Regions from separate parts of the Zea mays genome. Here region 2 is linked to region 1. A link is a contact called in public Hi-C data. All regions are on one chromosome and are shown on one strand. Each heading gives the region's core, a stretch centred on a gene start, on an enhancer-like site or on the middle of the called end of the contact. The rest is flanking DNA. Distances are from core to core; before and after follow the strand shown.

The links. Hi-C and Micro-C count contacts between places; a contact is called where the count stands out from the background.
Region 2: a Hi-C map of endosperm shows a contact between it and region 1, with 1.8 times the contacts expected there. The contact joins the promoter of LOC100193709 here to the promoter of LOC103626500 in region 1. A contact is called at or near these places in 4 of 25 Hi-C or Micro-C datasets (ear, endosperm, leaf and 1 more).

Annotation. Positions count from the first base shown.
Region 1 is chr5:68,007,379-68,012,984 of Zm-B73-REFERENCE-NAM-5.0, forward strand. It overlaps LOC103626500 (uridine kinase-like protein 3), which reads right to left and starts at 2,794. Exons shown (of 16, transcript NM_001351769.1): 1 at 2,628-2,794; 2 at 2,350-2,517; 3 at 2,098-2,189; 4 at 1,860-1,929; 5 at 1,649-1,764; 6 at 1,186-1,282; 7 at 572-651; 8 at 195-389. The coding sequence starts at 2,509. It overlaps LOC606412 (protein disulfide isomerase 4), which reads right to left. Exons shown (of 11, transcript NM_001112287.2): 10 at 4,542-4,598; 11 at 4,155-4,438. The coding sequence ends at 4,301.
Region 2 is chr5:68,404,869-68,410,474 of Zm-B73-REFERENCE-NAM-5.0, forward strand. It overlaps LOC100193709, which reads right to left and starts at 3,414. Exons shown (of 11, transcript NM_001317198.2): 1 at 3,266-3,414; 2 at 2,967-3,191; 3 at 2,751-2,872; 4 at 2,607-2,688; 5 at 2,429-2,501; 6 at 2,240-2,331; 7 at 1,972-2,154; 8 at 1,771-1,848; 9 at 1,565-1,609; 10 at 1,363-1,477; 11 at 1,032-1,202. The coding sequence starts at 3,388. The coding sequence ends at 1,180. LOC100193107 reads right to left here and starts at 5,186. Exons shown (of 2, transcript NM_001138269.1): 1 at 4,716-5,186; 2 at 3,753-4,168. The coding sequence starts at 5,033. The coding sequence ends at 3,995.

The DNA.
Region 1 (5,606 bases), core at 1,544-4,043:
CCTATCCAAACACAACTCTTTTGGGATACCACATCCCTTCAAGTCCTCAAGTCAAATTTGGCCTCCCTCTACCTCCATATTATTGTCCAATATTATGATGCCTCTATGCATCAATGCCTCTACAGTTCTCCGTTTACAATCAAACAGCAAACAAATTTTCAGAAAAATAAAAATGAATGTTTTACATTAGGTACCTGATAAGTAGTCTGAATTACATACAAATTGGGGTGTATTTTGCAAAGATCATGCTGTCCAAGTTTAGTCCGAATATGTTGAACAATTAGATCAATTGCCACATCATTGTCTCCACCTCGTGGGATGATAATATCAGCATACTTCTTCGTTGGGAGGATGAAGTCTTCAAAAGCAGGCTTAACAAATTTTGAGTACTGTGGAAAAGTGTTTTATTAGCCAAAAAATGATAAGAATGAGTAGACAACAGATAGCTTAATGTACACTATGCAACAAGACAAGAATATTATATTAGATGAAAATGCTATAGAATCAAGACCCGCTAAATGTTGTTAGATTTGATGCACAACAAAAATTGCAATAGAGGAAGCTTTGTAACCTGATCTAACACAGCTTTGATATCTCTACCCTTGTCAATGGTATCACGACGGATCCTCCTTGTTAACCGTACGTCGGCATCTGAGAAATCAATAAGTGAGTGTTATAACAAAAAATACCTCATGGCCATGAAACCAATTAGTGGGTTTTGAAAGCCTATAGGCTACTCTGACAAAGTACTATGTTCAACATATGGTAAGGAAGCAAAAAACTATGATAAAAAATCAGTATTTCTGGATTCATAATTTAAGTTAACTTTGATGATATCTTCAATAAACAAGTAACCTGATCTAACACAACATGTGCGGTTTGTGCATTAAAAAAATTCTGAGAATTCAGGACAAAAGAAAAAAATCTCTATCAGCTCAGTAAGATTATAGTACACCACGTTAACATGAATGACTCAAAATATAAGTATTCATACAAGTGGACTTATAAATGAAATGATTCATAGTCTCAAGTTTTTGGATAAAGGGCAGAAAATTATTAACAATGATGCATTTCTAGTTCAGAAAATAGTCAGGAATCAATGCTTGTGCATTGGGAACTTCTGGAATATCAACAGGCAAGGGAGACAGAAGAAAACATCATCAACTTATAAGCAAATATTTGTACCTGTATCAACGAAGATCTTCATGTTCATCAAATCCCTGAGGCGTGAATCATGAAAAACTAGAATTCCTTCCAAAATAATAACATCTGAAGGATTAACCTGGCGACAGTTTTAAATTAGGGTTGCTTGTATAAATCAAGTATTGCATTGATGAATAAATAACGTAAACAAACCAGCAGAAAGCAAATGTTTTCTGTTAAATGTACAATACGAAATCGATGTGAAGAAATAAGCGGTTGTACAAATAGCAAATAGTGTATCAGGTACTTACCATAAATTGTAGTTTTTCACAAAAAAAATCTGGAGCAGGTTATTATTGGGACCATACAAAACAATATAACTTATTCAGGACAATGTGCAGATATTCTTTTTGAAAATGTAATGTTGTATTCAGAGGCTCATAAAGGCCGATCAGTTTACCAGTCAGGTTGATTATTAAGAATTGCACTAAACTTAAAATATTACCTTCCTTGCATTTGGTACACTCTTGTATGTCTTGAAGTTGTAATTAGGGATGTCGACAGCTTTGCCATGTTTCAAGTTTTGCATACAAGAGAGAAGTAGCTCTGTATGAAATGCATCTGAAATAGGAAAAGATAGATACAGCAGCACATTCAGTGCAGAACTCTTGGGACTAGGATAGTAAATATAATTCTTGTGTAAGGATGAATTCGACCTGGATGATCAAAATTATAATCATGAACATGGACTAATTCTTCATCCGTCAATCCATAATAAAAGGACTCCTGCAAATATTGTAACCTCATTGCTTGTAGTTATAAGAGACTGGAAACAGTGTGACATGGCAATGTGATAATCTAGCATGAAGAGGGCATAGTTTGGTGCCTACCAATGCAGTACCATGCTACTTTGCACATATGCCACAAGATGAGGCCAAGCAGTAATGCACAAACCTGTGTAACAGCCACAACGCGCTGGTCACGGAGCTGATCAATGATCATCTTGCACACGGTACTTTTGCCTGACGATGCACCCCCAGCAACGCCTGTACCCAATACCACATTAGGGCATGCTGCATTCAGGGCCAACATCGATCTACGCTATACTCATCAATTGGCATACATCCTACTGAATTGTCATTAGGCTAGGCGCAGAAAGATAGGGAGAGAGTCCATGGCATCAACCAATCAAGTATATATACGGACCAATAACAAAGGGCTCCTGATGGCCATTCTCCAGGCCAGACGTCGTTGGTTCTTCCTCGGAGGAGGCGGAAAACTGGACGTTGGGACCGTCCAGACGGAGAGCAGAGCAATGGACTCCGGCGGCGGCATCGAGCACCTCATCTACCGATTTCGAACCCATATATACGCCTAGCAGGGGAGTGTGAGCGTCAAACAAATCCGAAATAAATTGTATGCCAACAAAGATTTGGCTTTAGAGGTATCGCAAATCAGGCAAGCAAGGATGTTTCTTTTTTTACCGGAGAGAAACGGAGGAGGGCGAGGAAAGGGCCGACGCCGCCTGGGAGGAGCCGAGAGGGGTGGCGCGGCGGGTGGATCTGGGGGAGAGGAAAAGGGGAAAGGCGCGTGGTCGGCGCGGCGGGAGGTGTGCAGAGATGAGAGGGAGCCTACAAGAATACATGTATGTGCATTGTGGCTTGTATAAACTTTTGTTTTAATAAAACACAAAAAGAAAGAAAGATATATGTTGTGTTCGATAGGTTCAAAATTTCGGCTAAATTATTAGGTTCAATTTTTTGGCTAAATTTCACAGAAATTTTTGGCTAAATTTCACATAAATTTTTTGATAGTTTCGATGACGGCCAGAAGAGAAATCCGAAATCTCGTATTAAACTAATAAATTAGTATGCTTACAGCTATAGACTTATATTTTCTACTGTTTACGTTCTATATTCTTCTACTTAATATTTCCTTCAGGTCTAAATTATAGGTCGATTTGATAAAGTTTAAGTTAAACTTATAAAGTTTTTAACTATAAATACTGCTTTATTATTTAGTTAAAAACCTAATAGTGATTTGTCTTAAAAAGTATTATTATAAATTGTATATTAAATATATTAAAAATTTATTTGTATTTTAACAAAAAAAATTATTAGTCATATCCTAAATGAAATATAATTTGGACCTGGATTACAAACCATGCTAATATTTTATGTAGATCTAAAAGTTTTAGGAGAAAATCTCTATCTCTTCTTCTATCTACTGTGTAAAGCATTTTTTTTACGTTCACGTCTCCCTGCTCCCCATATTTAAAATTATATAACGCCCCGTTACGCCCCGTTTGGATCACTGGAATTGAATTTCATTCTAATAATAATAATTTAGGCATATATCAATTAAGCTAATTCGATGTTATGCAAAATATATTTGTATACTATTATTAGCAAGATGTTAGGGATATTTATGTGTTACATTTTTATTATAGAGGAGTGAAAAGAAAAGTGTCATGTAAGTTACAGAGTAGAAACAAATTCTACTAATGCATAAAATCATTTTCCACCCTCCACCCCATGAATTTGTGATATGCTTATATATGAACTTTGGAAATTGGTGGAATGTCAAATTCCAAACTAAATAAGTTACTTTATTGAGGGAATTCCAATTTCTCTAAAATGAAGGGATCCAAACACCCCGTAAATGGAATTGTATGAGCATATACTCTATGTTTAAGTCTCTACTAGTCATATGCACTCTATGTTTAAGTCTATACTAGTTATATGTCTGTATATTGTTACGGTTTATATATATATATATATATATAACATATAATAAATTTTATTTTAATAAAATACAAAATATATGTTTTCTATTTATTAGGTTGATGTGAATGTGAAGTCATCAACCAAGATTCAAACACTCATTTATACATAATTTTAACTTATTTTTTACATAACTCTCCTATTATAGTAGTAGAAAAGAAATTATAGGAGTGAGAGTTGATTCTAAAAAAATGTAGGAGGTCTTTTGAAAAATATTGACGCTGGACTACGGTTGAAACTGGTGCTTTAATATAGTATAATATAAAGAAACAGATTTAGGTGATGTTTAAGCTGAAAACGCGAAATTCGGTGGCGGACCTAATTTTATAAAACCAAAATTCAAAACTCAGCTATCTATCAATGCATGACCTGCCCTACAGTTCGTCCTTGACACCATCCGTCTGGATGCTCTCCCTTCTTGACTCCTGGCGCTTCAACTTGAAAGGGATGCTAGCATGTTTCTTGATGAACCTGTACATATCTACCACTGTCCGCTCCCCCTCAAACGTGACCTACCAACACATCGAATCAGTCAATGTTCATAAAGATAGCACTGCTGAGAATAATGTGATTACAGGATACCACACATCAACAGGTAAAATGATAAGCACTTACAGGCTCAAAGCTTTTCTTCCCAGCTGGATAGAAGAGAATTGTTGGGTATCCGTCAGACTGTAACACAGGAACCCAGGTATCGTGTCATGCAAATATGCTAGTAAAATTGAAATTCAAGAAGAAAACCCAAGGAGACTACCAAATTGTCTACAGTAAGAGCCACGTTCGGTTATTCATATCCCATATGGATTGGAAAAAACTATGAAAATTTTTGACTTTTTTAGTATTTAAACTCACTCAGGGCTTGTTCGTTTGTGCCGGATTGGTGGGTCGGAATGATTTCTAACCGGATTGCTTCTCTAATTTATATAAACTTTAATTAGGCCTTGTTCGTTTCCGTCGGATTGCACCCGGAATCGTTCCAGCTAATCAAAGTTTATATAAATTAGAGAAGCAATCCGGTCAGGAATCGTTCCGACCCACCAATCCAACAGAAACGAACAAGGCCTTAGGTGGAACGATTCCGGGTGCAATCCGACACAAACGAACAAGGCCTCAATCATATCCAATCCACATGGATTGAGAGCAAAACGAACCCTGTTGGAAATAGTGATCCGTACTAACTGCCTCTCCGAATTGGAATGACTCCCTTTCACCTCCACGGTGGTTTGTCACACACTTCGGCTGGATGCCACGGTATAAGATAACGATCTCACTGCCCCCTAGTCATTGCTTCCAAGTTACCATTTACCAAAAAATATTAATTCCAGGCCTGGTGCAGTGGCGAGAGCTTCTCACTAAGTCTCCACACATGTGAGAGCCTCCAGCACTGGATTGTCTCGGTTTATACCTTCCTAGACCCTACTCATGTGAGAGCCTCCTGACACTGGATCTACCCTACTGATTCTCATATACTACCTGGCACAGAGATGGCCAGTGCCCAGTGCCCAGTAAACACACTCTGGCATGCATACAGCAGCAGACCCGGAACAGATCATATTCTTTTATCCATCATAAGACAATGCAACTTTGAGCATAAAATAAGTGTAAATGTTGTTCGCGTGTCATGATTACTAATGACATAACCAGAAAAAGTTTAGACATTGCAGAGGCTCCCAAACTTAG
Region 2 (5,606 bases), core at 2,164-4,663, 400 kb after region 1:
TTTGTTCCCCAAAACGTCTTATTAGGGTTGTTATTAAAAATCCTAAAAAAGCTAAACCCATACTAGACTACTGATAAATAATCCTTACTATTTTTGAAACACCTAACATGGGGCACGCCAAACGCTAATTGGGTCGGTTGCTGGACTTGCGTCCGTAAGATCAAATGCTTATGTGCTGGCATTACACGGGAAGTAGGTAGTTGCGCGAGCTAGATTGGGGAAGGATCCGCTACGCACAAATTTGTGGGACAGCAGGCAGCGGATGCAGGACACGAAGAATATGGGTAAGAAGAGGGAACTGTTGAAGAGCTTGAAATGGGTTTCCTTTCCTAAAAACACTTTTGGGATTAGTTTACGAGATTTTTTTGGATATGCTCTAAACTATATTAATTTCATCTTTTGATCTTCATTTATTTTTGTTGTAATGAAAGAAGAGTAATGGCCGGAAAATGGTAAAAGACATTTTAGGGCATGTTTGGTTCTAGGGACTAAAGCTTAGTCTCTATATTTTCGTCTCATTTAATCCCTAAATAGTCAAACAATGGAACTGAAACATAGACTAAACTACTAAACTGCTTTAGATCCTAGTCCCACAAAGTGACTAAAAGGGACTAAATCATGTTAATTTCACTTTTTGGCCCTCATTTACTTCAATTGCACTAATGGCAGGAGAACAGCAAGAGGCATTTTGATCTTCTTATGAGTCGTTTAATGTATTCTAGTCATTTAATATGTTCTAAATACTTTTAGTTCATGCACCAAACAGGGTAGAGACCAAATTTTAGTGTCTGGACTAAAAAAACCATACATGCTCTTAGTCCCTACCCTGTTTGAAGAGACTAAAAGTGTTCAAAACTTATTAAATGACTCGTAAGAATACGGGAGTTTAGTCCATGGACTTAAGGAACCAAATTGGACTTAAGGAACCAAATAGGTCCTAAATATAGAAGGGAAACGGAGGGAGGCCTGGTCGTCATTGATCAATATGATCCATGCACAGCAACCTAGCAATCTAGCATACAGTGTGTATTGGTCAATATATATGATCCAAATTAATATGTGCTACCTGCTCTGCAGATGCATGACCTCAATCCACATGCATGTACATATATGTGCGCGTGGTGGAGACGACGACGACACATCTTCAACATGTAGATACCAGCCTGTCAGTGTTCGCTCCTAAAGCTTTGCCGATGGCAGGCCTGCAACATACTACGTACTTAGTCAACAAAAAAAGTTGGCATGACAGAAATTCATGTAATTAATGTAATGAGGAGCTGAGCCAGCAGTATATGTATCAAGAAATTGATTTTCATTTATTTGCCAGCTGGTAAAGTAGATGGGAGAGCCAGGGCTACCAACCAATTTGTTTGGCATTAACGATGCTTGGGCAGGCAGGCGGTGGCGTCAAATTCTCCTGCAAGAAGGGCTCCACCTGATTGGGGTTCCCCCACACAGGGTACCCCTTGATCTTACCCTGCACCAAGAGTTGCCAATTCTCGATCCACATCAGTAACTACTAGTAATAATAACCATATATGCGTGCCTAATCATGCTTACATACAAGAACGTTGAGAGCAGACAGGGTTGCCATTCCCTCGCGTGTCCACTGAAGAAAAACAGACAACATTTCATCTCGTCAGTCGGCCGGCCGCCCGCTACTATATATAAATTCTATTCTATAGTAGTAGATATAGAGTAACCTCAAAAATCTGTTACAAGGAACGAAGCAAAACCAAAAAAACAAACAAAACAAAATGGATACGGTACCTTGGAGGCTGATGCGATGTGCGGTACCACGACGGCGTTCTTCATGTCAGCGAGTCCAGGTTTCATGTAAGGCTCATCCTGTTGATGATGACGATGGATTGAGCATATGCATGCTAGCCCAAGAGCTTCTTGTCGATCAAATTAACTAATACTGATCATCATCAACATCAATTATTCGATTCTATGGATGGATCGGAGTACCTCAAAGACATCGAGGCCAACGCGGAACATGGGGTTAGCCTTGAGGTGCTCCACCAGCGCGGCCTCATCGATCACGGGCCCTCGGCTTGCGTTCACAAGAACAGCCTCCTTCTTCATGATGGCCAGCCTCTCGGGGTTTATCAGATGGTAGGTGGTCTTGTCCAGCACCGGATGCAGACTTATCTGCCGCCAAACGAAACAAGCAAACTCAAACAAAACAATATGATAATGGAATGGTCAGATTAATTAATGGACTGCTGAATCTGACCACGTCAGCCTCCCTGAGGACATCCTCCATGGTGGCGGCCCTCTTCCAGGTGACAGGCTCCTCACCGTTTGCTTTGAGGAACTGCCCATATGCTGGAGGTAGGAGTGCAATGCACAGATCGAGCAAGCAGATTAGTATATATCTGTGCCAGTGACATGCATGGTATAGGTACGTAGCATTCTTGCTTGCCTGTGACGAAATTCTCAAGACGTGTGGCCTGATACAGGTCGTAGTAGATGAGGTTCATCTTGAAACCCTCAATCTGGTATGAATGGCAATTAGCTTGAATACCAATCCAATAGAGAGAGAGAGAGAGAGAGAGAGAGAGAGAGAGAGAGAGAGAGAGAGAGGATAGGAAGTAGTGTACCATCATGCGTGCATAGGCGGAGCCAATGCGACCAGCTCCAATGACTCCAACAGTTTGGCCCTTGAGCAGGTTGCCAACGAACCTGCGACAATACATTGTTATTGTTGCATTTGCAGGAGTATATGAGGAAGCAGAGGGACTGACAGGTGTGGGAGCCATCCGTCATAGAGGCCAGCCCTCATGAACTGGTCAGCCTCGACGATCCTCCTGGCTGCCGCCAGCGAGAGGGAGGCGGCGAGCTCAGCCGTCGTCTCCGTCAGAACGCCCTGTGGTTTTGATTGGGGTTGGGGTTTTGGTTTTGGTTTCAATTCAACAACAAACAGAAGCAGAAGCAGCAGCAACAAACAGAGACTCACTCACCGGCGTGTTGCCGATTGCGATGCCATTCCTGTTGGCAGCCTCGACATCGACGTTGTTGTAGCCGACGGCCATGTTGCTGAAGACCGTGCCTCCGGCGCGCTTGAGCGCAGAGAAGAGCACGTCCCCCCAGTCCTCGGTGAGCTGTCCAATGACGCCGTCGCAGCGATCGCCGATGAGCGCCAGGATGTCGTCCACGGAGAGGATGGTCTTGTGCTCGGTGCATATCTGCCAACAGGGACGGGGACAGGGAAGGGTCAGGTTCGTTTGGTGCAGAATTGAACAGGACAAGAAGAAGAAACCTCAAGGCGGCAGTCGTTGTCGGTGAGCAGGCGGATCCATCGTGTGCCCGGCATGGACTTGGTGCTCACCACGCGGTACTTGCCGCTGGGGTTCCACACCTGGATGGAGACGGGCTTCGCCATGGCTGCACCTGCAGAGAGGTTCTCTCTCTCTCTCTCTCTCTCTCTCTCTCTCTCTCTCTCTCTCTCTCTCTCTCTCTCTCTCTCTCTCTCTCTCTCTCTCTCTCTCTCTCTCTCTCTCTCTCTCTCTCTCTCTCTCTCTCTCTCTCTCTCTCTCTCTCTCTCTCTCTCTCTCTCTCTCTCGCCGGCCTTATCAGGGGGCGGGCAGACAGGCGCCAGAAATTTCATTTTCGTTTTCTCCTCCTTTTAAGATAGGAAGGGTGGTGGATAACAGACAAGTGGCCGGCCTTATCAGCATTTCCCTTATCTCCTTGACAACCACGAGTAGACCGTTGGCACAACAACCAGCCATGGAGGCAAATCATCATAAGATCCACTTTTATATATGTATTATGAGATATTAACTAGTAACAAGTCCAGACAGACGAACTAGCACCCACCAGCTTGACATACATCCAATCCAAAAAAGGATACAACCATCACGACCATTATACTACTATTTCACTACTATTTCGTAAGTAGATAGACTAGCATTGTAGAGTGCAGTGCAGACATCCATCTGTTCTTGTAAAAGAACCACCACCATCACCAGGGAAAGGAAGACAACAATCACTCGAAGGCCCACTGGTTCTCCATGCGGATCTCATCCTCCTCCTCTTGGGTGAAGTCGTTCTTGATGCTGAATGTCTTGCGGATCTCCTCCGGAGTCTTGCCCTTGATCATGTCAGCAACCGTCTGGCAGGTCAGGTCCAGCAATCCCTTGATGTTCAGATAGTTGGCAGCCTGAAAATACAGTTCCATTATGTCAACCAGCAATGGCAGAAAATAACACAAATCACGTCCAATTACATGTGGATTGAAGTGTATTGGAATGAATTTGGATGGATTTAAACCGACTCAATACCACCCAATCCACGTGGCGGTCAAACGAACAATCCCCAAAGTGTGCAAAAGTCGCAAGTACAAGCCAAATTCTGTCTGACTAGCTAGTTAAATTATCTCACTGCAAACCAAATATCATCCCCGCCTGTAGCTAGCTTGATACGGGTGCATTGTTGTTACGAATAATAGCAACAGCATGATTTATCAACAGTGTTCCTAGCCACATCACAGTTTTTGTGGTTGATTGATTCCAGAGCAGCAGGGGCTAGTACAACATCTCTTATGAGATAAAAAAAATTGATTGGTTACGGACCTCCACCACGACGCACAACCAATCAATCAATATATACTGATCTAATCCGAACCCTAGAAAGACAGTAGCAGATCTAATCTAACCTATACATAGACAGGAATCGCAAAAGAAGCAAGGGGAGGGGAGGTTACCGACCAGGATGAGGTCGAAGAGCGTAGCCTGGTCCACCTTGACGAACTTCGCGTCCCAGCTCTTGAGGTCCTCGCCGCCCTCGGAGGCAGCGGAGTCAGCGGGTTTGGCGGCGGCGTGGACGTGACTGTTGCAGTACTCGATGACCTTAGAGAGGATCCTGGAGTTGACGTTGGGGAGCGGGATGCCGTTGTCGGCGCAGTCGTCCTCGATCATGTGGCGGAGAGTCTGCGACTCCATGGCCACCGCTTCCTCCACCTCGAACTCCTCTAAGTCGGAGCTCCTGAGCGTGATCATCCTCTTGTTTTCGCCCTCGGACGCCATCGATGGATCGACGAGAGATGAGGCGACGAAACCCTAGCTAGTTGCAGCGATTTGATCTGTGATGGTCGATTGCGAGGGAAACGCCTCTCCTGACTACTTTTCCTTCGATTCGCCTGCCCTGCCCTCTTTAGTTTGGCCTCATAAGTTATTTATGAAAGGTAGCCGGCAATGAACAGATTTAGAGGTGTTTGAATGCACTAGAGCTAATAGTTAGTCGCTAAAATTAGTTAAGACATCCAAACACTCTAGCTAATAGTTTAGCTATTAGCTATTTTTGATAAATTAATTAATAGTTAGATAGTTATTTGTTAGCTATCTAATTCTACTAACAATTTTTAGTCAACTAACTATTAGTTCTAGTACATTCAAACACTCCAAATCTAAAATAAATTATATTTTAAGATGGTGTGAGTATTATATTAATTATCTTATATAATAATAATTATAATAACCAAATTATCCTGCACCTATGATTATATATATAGTTATTATTATTCATTATAATTTGTTTTTTAGAATAATATTTATTTTAGGATATTAGTATATGCATTCTAGATTCATTGTTATCCATTT